Linked DNA regions of Zea mays: region 2 is linked to region 1. A link is a contact called in public Hi-C data. All regions are on one chromosome and are shown on one strand. The core of a region is the stretch at or near the end of the contact, and the rest is flanking DNA. Distances in the headings are between cores, read along the strand shown. Region 1 has its middle 11 kb from the start of LOC103635555. Region 2 holds the start of LOC100286057 (ubiquinone biosynthesis protein ubiB).

Region 1 (4,176 bases), core at 408-2,907:
TCGCCCCGTACCCGCGTTGACGAGTGTTGGTCGGCTCGCGGCTGCGACAGTGGGCAGGGGCAGTAGGTTGAGGAGGAAGAATAGGGCAAAGGTCGGGAAGACGAACGGGACGTCCAACGACGGTGAAAATGATGGTGCACGCATGCTGTGAAATGTCCTCGTGGATGTGCAATAGCCACTGCGCGAGTCGGTGTCGGGATGATGTCGGACGGATATGAGGAGGAGGCGCCTGCTCCCACGCCCTCTGTCGAGAATGGGGTGACACGGAGGTGAAGGCATGAGAGGAGAGAGAAAAGAAGCAGGATGGTGAACGAGGTGACGGCAACTGAGGCGATTACCATTATTATCGTGCGGAGGTATAGATGGTCAAATGAGCCGTGTCTGATGGGCCGGGCTGAGGCACAACCCATTTAATAGTACATGGGCCAGCCCGACATGAGCGCCGTGCCGTGCTTGGGCCTTAGTGTTGGCCCGGCCTAGCACAATTATATTTTTTTTATTTTACAAAAAACCGTATATGCATATGTACAATTTATATTCAATATTAAAAAACACCTAAGCATGGTTTCTACTAGTTAGACGATTTCACTTAGTGTCTTGTGCCCTTCTTCCATCAGGGCGTGGGTTCGGACCCACCCACTGCACCATTTTTTAACATTTTACGCTGATTTAATCAAATGTCCCCCCGCTTGGCCATCTATATGCGGAGGTGTGGGTTGAGGCGTGGAGGTTGGTTGCGTGCAGCGGGTTAATGAGTTATTTGTAAAAAGATGACGCTGAATGAGCGTTGAAACTGATGCATCAATATAGTAAAGATAAATATTTGCTATACAAACATGTCATCTGGTTATTCTAGTAACGTTTATTTAAAACAACGGATACAAATATTTGTTAGTATATATAGTTAACAGAATTTAGAATCTATTAATCTTTTGACATATGAGATACTAAGTATATAAACTTGGTTTTAGGGGCTGGGACTAGTGGAAAGAACACGTGCGGTTACTTTGCGCCTTGCGTCCACCCTATGACGACATAGTAGTAGCAGCAGCGGCGCCTTTTTCAATCTTGCTAAGATCAGATAATTTGGGTTCAAAAAAAAAGAAGAAGATCAGATCAGATAATTTGTTCGGCTCACTGGTCAAATTGCAATACTGCACCTGTCCGCTCGGCGGGCACGATCGACAATCTGAGAAACAGCAGCGAAGCTTCCTACAAGATAGGGTACAGAATTCGTTTCGTTTCGGATGTGCTCCGTGATTTTTTGGAATAATAACACGTACGGGATTGGAATAGAAGTCCTAATAACATAGGCAAACAATGAAATTCTTTTTAAAATTTAACTAAAATGCAGGGAAAATGATATTAATATTTAAATCTATAAATAAATTTATTATAAATATATATTCTATAACTAACACAGTGACATTTATTGCACATCGTATTTAATAATATTTCTAATATATTTAATTTAATAAAGAAATGTTTTTTATAAGCGAGATGTGTACTTTGTCTTGGTACCAAGGGAGTAGGAGCAGAAGCTTGTCCTAGCAACCTGTTGCCCGTTCTTTGTGTACATCAATCAGTACAAGACAGCGCCTCCTACTGCAGCCGCTCGGAACGCCAAACGGGTCGGGCCCGGCCAGACCCAGCACGGTCCATGTTAGTCACGACCCGTTTTAGTCACGGCTCATCAGACTCGACTAATAAATTGTGCCGTGTCAGACGGTCCCACATGCTGCGGTAGCGGCCTAGCCATAGCCTGTTGGCCTGCTAGCCGTGCCGGGCCGGCTCGGTAGCATGCTGGTTCATCTGAGTATATTGTATAATTTAGCAAAAAATATGTAGATATAGAAGCTCAAACACGCACCCACGTGTATAAGAGACTTAAACACACTCATCTAGCCAGTGTGGCAGTAATTTTATTATGTTATATGTTGAGTTCTTATACTTAATATATGTAAACTATTAATTTTAAAATAAAAAATTGTAACCGTGTTGTACACGTGCCAGCACTAATTGTCGAGATGACGTCCAGACACGACACTATACTAGTCGGATCAGATCGTGACTGAACCATATTTTTTAGTATCGTACCTAAGCTGGCCAATTATCCATCTATATTCGACGTCAAGGCAATCATCAAGTGCCTGTCAGGGATAACTGTTGGGCCGTCGTATGCGCCTGGTCGAGCAGTACATGCATGGACGTCTTCTACTAGAGGCAAGAGGGGGGCATCATCTTTCTCCTTCCTAGCTGTTGGTTCCTCATCGCAAGGTGCTTCTACGGTTAGAGTTCCTCTTCCTTAGTCCTCTACCTCCTCTCTCATCCCGAGATCGTGTATCCCTGCCTGTACTCCTTGTTAGTGAAACCAGTTGTGATCCGTGGAGTAGGGTGTTAATAACAGTGCCACTATACGCGGACGAGGGAGACGATGTTGTTTTACTCGATGGATCTTCATCTGGCCGACAACAAAAGACATTTCAACCGTCCAGCATACCTATCTATTTAAATCTACTAGAACAGAAGGCGCGCTTAGCGCGCCCTGCAACAACGAAAGGCGCAGAAAATCCCTCCACCAATAGTTACAGTAGTAATGGTTTAGTTCCACGTTTATGAGCTCTTATGGCTTTGTTCAATTTTGAATTAAACAACCATATCTAAGATAATGTTTGCATTGTTATCACAACCCTATGGTTCTGCCTAGCCAAGCCAACATAGGTACTTAAATCTTTCTTACAGGGATGAGAATTATAGCATCAGTTACATGACATGGCAAAGCAATCATGTATTTACCAGCACAGCATTGCAGAAAAACACGAGTTGCATAAAAAACAGATCAAAATGGCCAGCAATTCACCGTCTTTACATGAGTTGCAGAAAACGCATGCAAAGACAATCAAACGAACCGCCTGGTACCAACACAGCATTGCAAACTGCAGAGAACACATGCACAGTGCAGCAAAGCTGGGGGCGTCCGCCAGGCGCATCGACCTGCCGTCCTCGTTGGCGGCCTGTAGGTGTTCTATGTGAATAGATGCAAGAAATTAGTTTGTCAACAACCCAACATGAGTTCATCATTCAAATTTTTAGAAAGCCCAAAAGGTTGTGAAATCGTATATGTACCCACATATAGTAAAAAAAACATCACTGGCAAAAGGCTTGTGCTCAGTTATACAGGGCAAGGCATGGTCATCAGCTACCACTGACACAAAGTGATCCATCGAGTAATTTTGCCTGCTACATGTTTTAGTATTCAGATTATGAACACAAACTCAGGACATAAGATAATCTAATCATGTAGAACAAAGTTAATACCTGACACTCCTACAGAGGTTGCTATTACTGTTCAATAAATGGAAGAATCTGCATCACTGAATATAAGATAGCACAAGGAAAGAAATTTTTATTACTAACCAGGTATTACAATGTCACCAAGGCCAAGCATGAAGAATGGTCGTTCAACATCTGTAGTTGGAAACAAGAGGCGTACATACCCAAGCAAAGCTAGATCAGATGAAGCATCAAGATGAGAAAAATGGAACTAACTGGCAATGGTATTAGCAAAGACCAAGTTCAGTAGGGAAGACCACCGACCTTTATTGGAGCATCAAAAGATTTAGCCACACTAACCAAAACTGTAGTGAACACCTAGAAAGTGTCACACACAAAAAGTCCACCCGAGAAATGGAAAAGGAAAAGGCATTTACACCTATAATCTCCTCGCTGTCTTCTCTGAGACCTTGTGTACAAGAAAAATTATATTGCACCCTCTTTAGCTTAAAAACCATGTTGCATCCCTGTTAAGGTACTCCCGAAGTATTATCATGTTCCCTATAAGTCTGATCACATTGATCAATCCAGAATTCCAGGATATATAGCATATGCTAAGTAAATCTAGGATCAAAGAAAGCAAAGCTTCTAGCTTTTTGCTAAATGTCAACCCAAGATTTGCGCTTCAGAAGAACGCTCTAAATGCCTCACTGAGATTGAGCTCTGGACCTAGGTCCCACTTGATATACTCAGCAACCAGCACATGGGATTCCTCTGAATCACAAAGTTTAGGGTGATATCCACCTAAAAATTGCTAGAAAATGCAATCCAGATAATTTTAAGACATCTTTTGCTTGGTAAGAATTTTGTTGTTGGTATCAAACAAGGCAAATAACTTAGAGA
Region 2 (4,327 bases), core at 963-3,462, 190 kb before region 1:
CACTGTTGCATTTAGTGCATCATCAAAGAAATTCTTGAGAGCAGGCACAATCGGGGAAACATCTACATCCGGTTCCAAGAAATCTAGTGCATAATAATCACGAGCCATTGCTTCATAGTCCCTGTTGACTAAGTGGACAACATGTCCTATAATGGCTACCCTCGCATCCTCTGGTGTTTCACTCATCATGCCAAAATCAAGAAAAGCCAGCTTCCCCTCAGGTGTTGCCAATATATTACCAGGATGAGGGTCAGCATGAAAGTAACCATACTCCAGAAGCTGCCTCAAGCTACACTGGATACCAATGTTGACCAAATCCAGAACCTTCAATCCTTGACTTTCAATAGCTGCTTGTTGGTTTAATTTTACACCCTCAATCCACTCCATTGTTAGAACCTTAGCACTTGTGTAATCCCAAAATATATCAGGCACTAAGACATCTTGCTTATCGGCATATAGTTTTTTAAACCTTCTTGCATTTTGGCCTTCCTGCATTCCGCATTCTTATTTACATTCAACGATAAATGACAACCTTTAGGCAAACTAAGGAGAACTACTACAATAATCTACTGTTGAAGAAACTGAGAATTTCAGTGTTTTTCCCCTGTTCCATTGTATTCTTATTTCATCATAAATGAGACATAGGATAGGAGAGTGGTCAATGTGTACTATGCAGACAGAAAGAGAAGCATAGCAGAATGTGTGTACATAAATTCACACAAGGACAAGCAAAAATGTACCTGAACATAATTAAGCTCTTGGAAAACTCTCCGTGCAAATTCATCCATAAGGGCAACAACATCGCTGGTTACAATGTCAACATACTTATTTATAAGAAACCCGAGTCCTCTAAGTAGATAAAAATCAAGCCCAATAGCATCCTCGATACCGGGTCTCTGCACCTTCACAGCCACCAGCTTCCCAGAGTATTTCAACTTTGCTTTATAAACTTGACCTAAACTAGCGGCTGCAATGGGGGAAGGTGAAATTGCCGAGTAGATTGAATCAAGCGTGAAGCCAAGCTCTCTCTCAATACATGCAAATGCATCCTCATCCGGAAATGTGGGAAGTGAATCCTGCAAGAAAGCGAAGTCTCAACAGTTGGGACTTGTGAGGGAACTAAAATTTGCACTAGAAGTAACTTCGCAAGTTACAATGAGGAGTGCATCCTCAATTTTGAACTCTAGAAGATGGAACCGGATCCATCCAAACCACTTATTAGCTGTTTCATAAGTGACCAACGACGCCCAGCCACCACTAGAAACTGCAAAGCATCTCATAATGGGAGAAACCCTGGGCAGTAGTATATGCATGTTGAATGAATCACAATTCAATATGAGATTAGGCGTAGTGATGCTCTACTTTCACCACCAGAAAAAAGCTCTAATGGCATTGATAGTGCTATCCTGAAACTACCTTAAATCACATACAAGGCCAAGCAAGCAAAGAATGGGAAACGGACGCACCTGCAGCTCGGCGAGCTCCTCGAGGTACTCGACCGGGCAGAGGTCGGGGCGTGTGGACAGACCCTGCCCAATTTTGACGAAGGTTGGGCCCAGTCTGGTGAGGATGCTGCGCAACTCCACCGCTCTGGCGCGTCTCCTCTCCGAGGACGACTCCCCTCTCCGCTCGTCCAGCAGGACCTTCACCCCGAACGACGCCAGCTTGGACAGCACCTCCGCTGCCCGGAGCGCCACCTGATGAATTACATAGCAGCAGTCAGGGGAGCATGAATCAAAATCCGAGCACTGAGGTTGCGGAGCAGAGGTAGATCAAGTCCAAAATTGGTGGAGGCCTGAGCCCGGGGCGCGTGCCTTGAAGGGGCGGGAGCCGTAGCGGGAGGCGAGGAGCTCGGGGCTGTAGACTGTGGCGCCGGCGGCGCGGGCCATGGCGCGGGCCTCGGCCTGCAGGTCCTCGGCGCGGTCACGGGCGAAGGAGGCGGCCACGGGGCGTCCAAGCGCGGTGGCGGCGCCGTTTGTCGACGCGGGCGGGGACGCGCGGGGCGAGAGCTGGATGGAGAGGTCGGGGGAGGGGGGCGCCGCGGTGGAGGCGGCACGGAGGAGGAAAGGCGCGCGGCGGCGCGGGGCCCCTTGGCGGTGCGGGGGCGAGGGGAGGGAGAAGGAGACGGCCGGCGTTGTGGACGTGGTGGCCGCCATAGCCGCGGCCGGGCGAGTGGGAAGAGGTGCGTAGGCGGAGCTTTGGGGGTGACTACTGTACTGAGTACTGACTAGTAGCGTAGGCGTCACAGCGCCGGGCGTGTGTTCTTACATTTTGGTGGTTGGTTTGGCTGTTCTGCGAGAGGATTTGATGTGCGCCACAGACAGAGCACGAGAGGCGGCGTCGTCGACGCTCACGGCACCTGTAGCTGTAGGCAGGAGCCGCAGACTGCACGGCTTCGGCAACTGACCAAGCCGCAGACTGCAGTATATTCTGGAGAAACACTGTGTTGACGTGCTGGGCAAGGAGTGGGATACTTGCCAATGTGTGTGAGGTACAACAGAGTTGTTTGGCCTCATGGCTAGCTATGTCGTTCATGGGGTAGCTGAACTGCTGAAGTATCTATTTAATTATTTATTAATAACTTTAGCATAACCTGCAAATAGGAGAATACACAATAGGCAACGATTATTATGCAAACAGTCTTTCTGTGCAAGCGTACAAGCAAACCATCTGATCCATTAGATTACGATCCAACCATAGATACAACCATAGTTTGTTAGGAGATTTTTTATAAATATTATTGAGGTGATGGTGGAAGGGTTTAAATGTTAAATGTGACCTACGGTTGGATCACGATCTAATGGATCAGATAGTTTGCTTACACGTTTGCATAGAAGGACTGCTTGCAAGTCGTTGCCTACACAATAAGGGGTATTTGGTTTCTAGGGACTAACTTTTAGTCCTTTTATTTTATTAAATTTTAGTTTATAAATTATCAAATACGGAAACTAAAACTCTATTTCCATTTCCGTATTTGCAATTTAGAGATTAAAATAGACTAAAGACTAAAAATTAGTCCCTAGTAACCAAACATCCCTAAGACCTCATGCAAGTCATGCAGTAGGAATATGGGACTATGCACAGGTACATCAAGCATTGGCATGACGTGTAAGCTGATGTTTCAAGCATGTCTGAGAAGACATGTCTACGTCTTTCGCAAAGACCTCAGGGACCGAGAACTTCCATGAAGGCTCATTCGCATGGATCTAAACTTCATCTCCCCTCTTCGAGGTGGCCAGTAAATACATCATGAGCTAAGAGGTGTTGTAGAACATGTCCTCAAGGACAAGGGAAAGGTGGAGCAGAAGGCTGAGCTAGAGAAGAGCCAGAAGAGCAGGCAGGACCGCCTAGTCAATGTTGTTGAGCGAGGGACTCGACACGTCGAGGCAACACTCCACCAGGAAATAAGATTACAATAGCAAATTCCAAAACACCATGGAAGGGTGATGCATCTTCCATCCACATGGCCATCACATTAATCATGACTTCCGAAATATCCGGGGTTTCACGCAAAAACTACTAAAGGAGTCGGAGACTGAGGCCCAGAAGCTAGAGACCAGCAAGAAAATGACTCAGATGATGGACAAATTCCTAGAGCCGATGCAGGACATTATGTACATCATCGATGGTCCTAACACATCCAATAGGAAGCAAAAGCTCGAGGCAAGAGATGTCTATGTTGGGTCCCGACAAGTGGACCCAGACACTCGGGGATAGGAGAGAGACACGATGCACAACAAAATGTTAGGTAGGGAACTATAGCGTATCGTTATGTGTGTCCCACCCTACTATAGGGCGGAGGCATTTATAGGAGCAGGTAGGGGTAGGTAAGACCAAGTACAGTTATGCCCCAGTTACCTTCCACATCATAGGAATATTTTGTGCCATGGGGTAATTACCACATGGTAACTGAGAGCACCTAGAGGGGTGAACAGGTGATCCTACAAAACTTAACTCAAACAACACAAACTTGGTCTAAAATATGAGTTAGAGTGAATAAAAACCAAATTTGAGAGTAGTGCGAAGACTACACCAGTGCTAGTAGGCGAGGTGGTGGCCTTTGAAAGTTTTTTCAATGCCAGGCTTCGGTTACCCTGCCATGATTTCTTGTTGAGGGTATTGGAGAAGTTTAGGGTTCAACTCCATCAGCTGCTCCGAATGCCATGTTTGCCCTAAGCAAGTTTATGTGGGTGACTACCACTTTTGGGGGACTCCATCAGTGGAGGTCTTCTCTAAGCATTATTGTTTACACTAGCGAAAGAGGGTTGTGGATGGGATTATCGAACAGTTTAGGAGCTGCACTTTCACCCGGAAGATGGGGAATACT

The links. Hi-C and Micro-C count contacts between places; a contact is called where the count stands out from the background.
Region 2: a Hi-C map of ear shows a contact between it and region 1, with 1.9 times the contacts expected there. The contact joins the promoter of LOC100286057 here to the enhancer-like site in region 1. A contact is called at or near these places in 2 of 25 Hi-C or Micro-C datasets (ear and tassel).

Annotation. Positions count from the first base shown.
Region 1 is chr8:93,330,447-93,334,622 of Zm-B73-REFERENCE-NAM-5.0, reverse strand. No RefSeq gene overlaps it. Among protein-coding and RNA genes, the nearest start is that of LOC103635555, 11 kb to the right of the region's middle. Within about 2 kb of position 1,657, at least 14 of the 20 cell types and tissues checked have an H3K27ac peak or open chromatin away from gene starts, as enhancers often do. A contact at or near this core is called in ear and tassel, where this site is marked.
Region 2 is chr8:93,522,195-93,526,521 of Zm-B73-REFERENCE-NAM-5.0, reverse strand. LOC100286057 (ubiquinone biosynthesis protein ubiB) reads right to left here and starts at 2,212. Exons shown (of 7, transcript NM_001372017.1): 1 at 1,815-2,212; 2 at 1,467-1,697; 3 at 741-1,076; 4 at 1-489. The coding sequence starts at 2,156.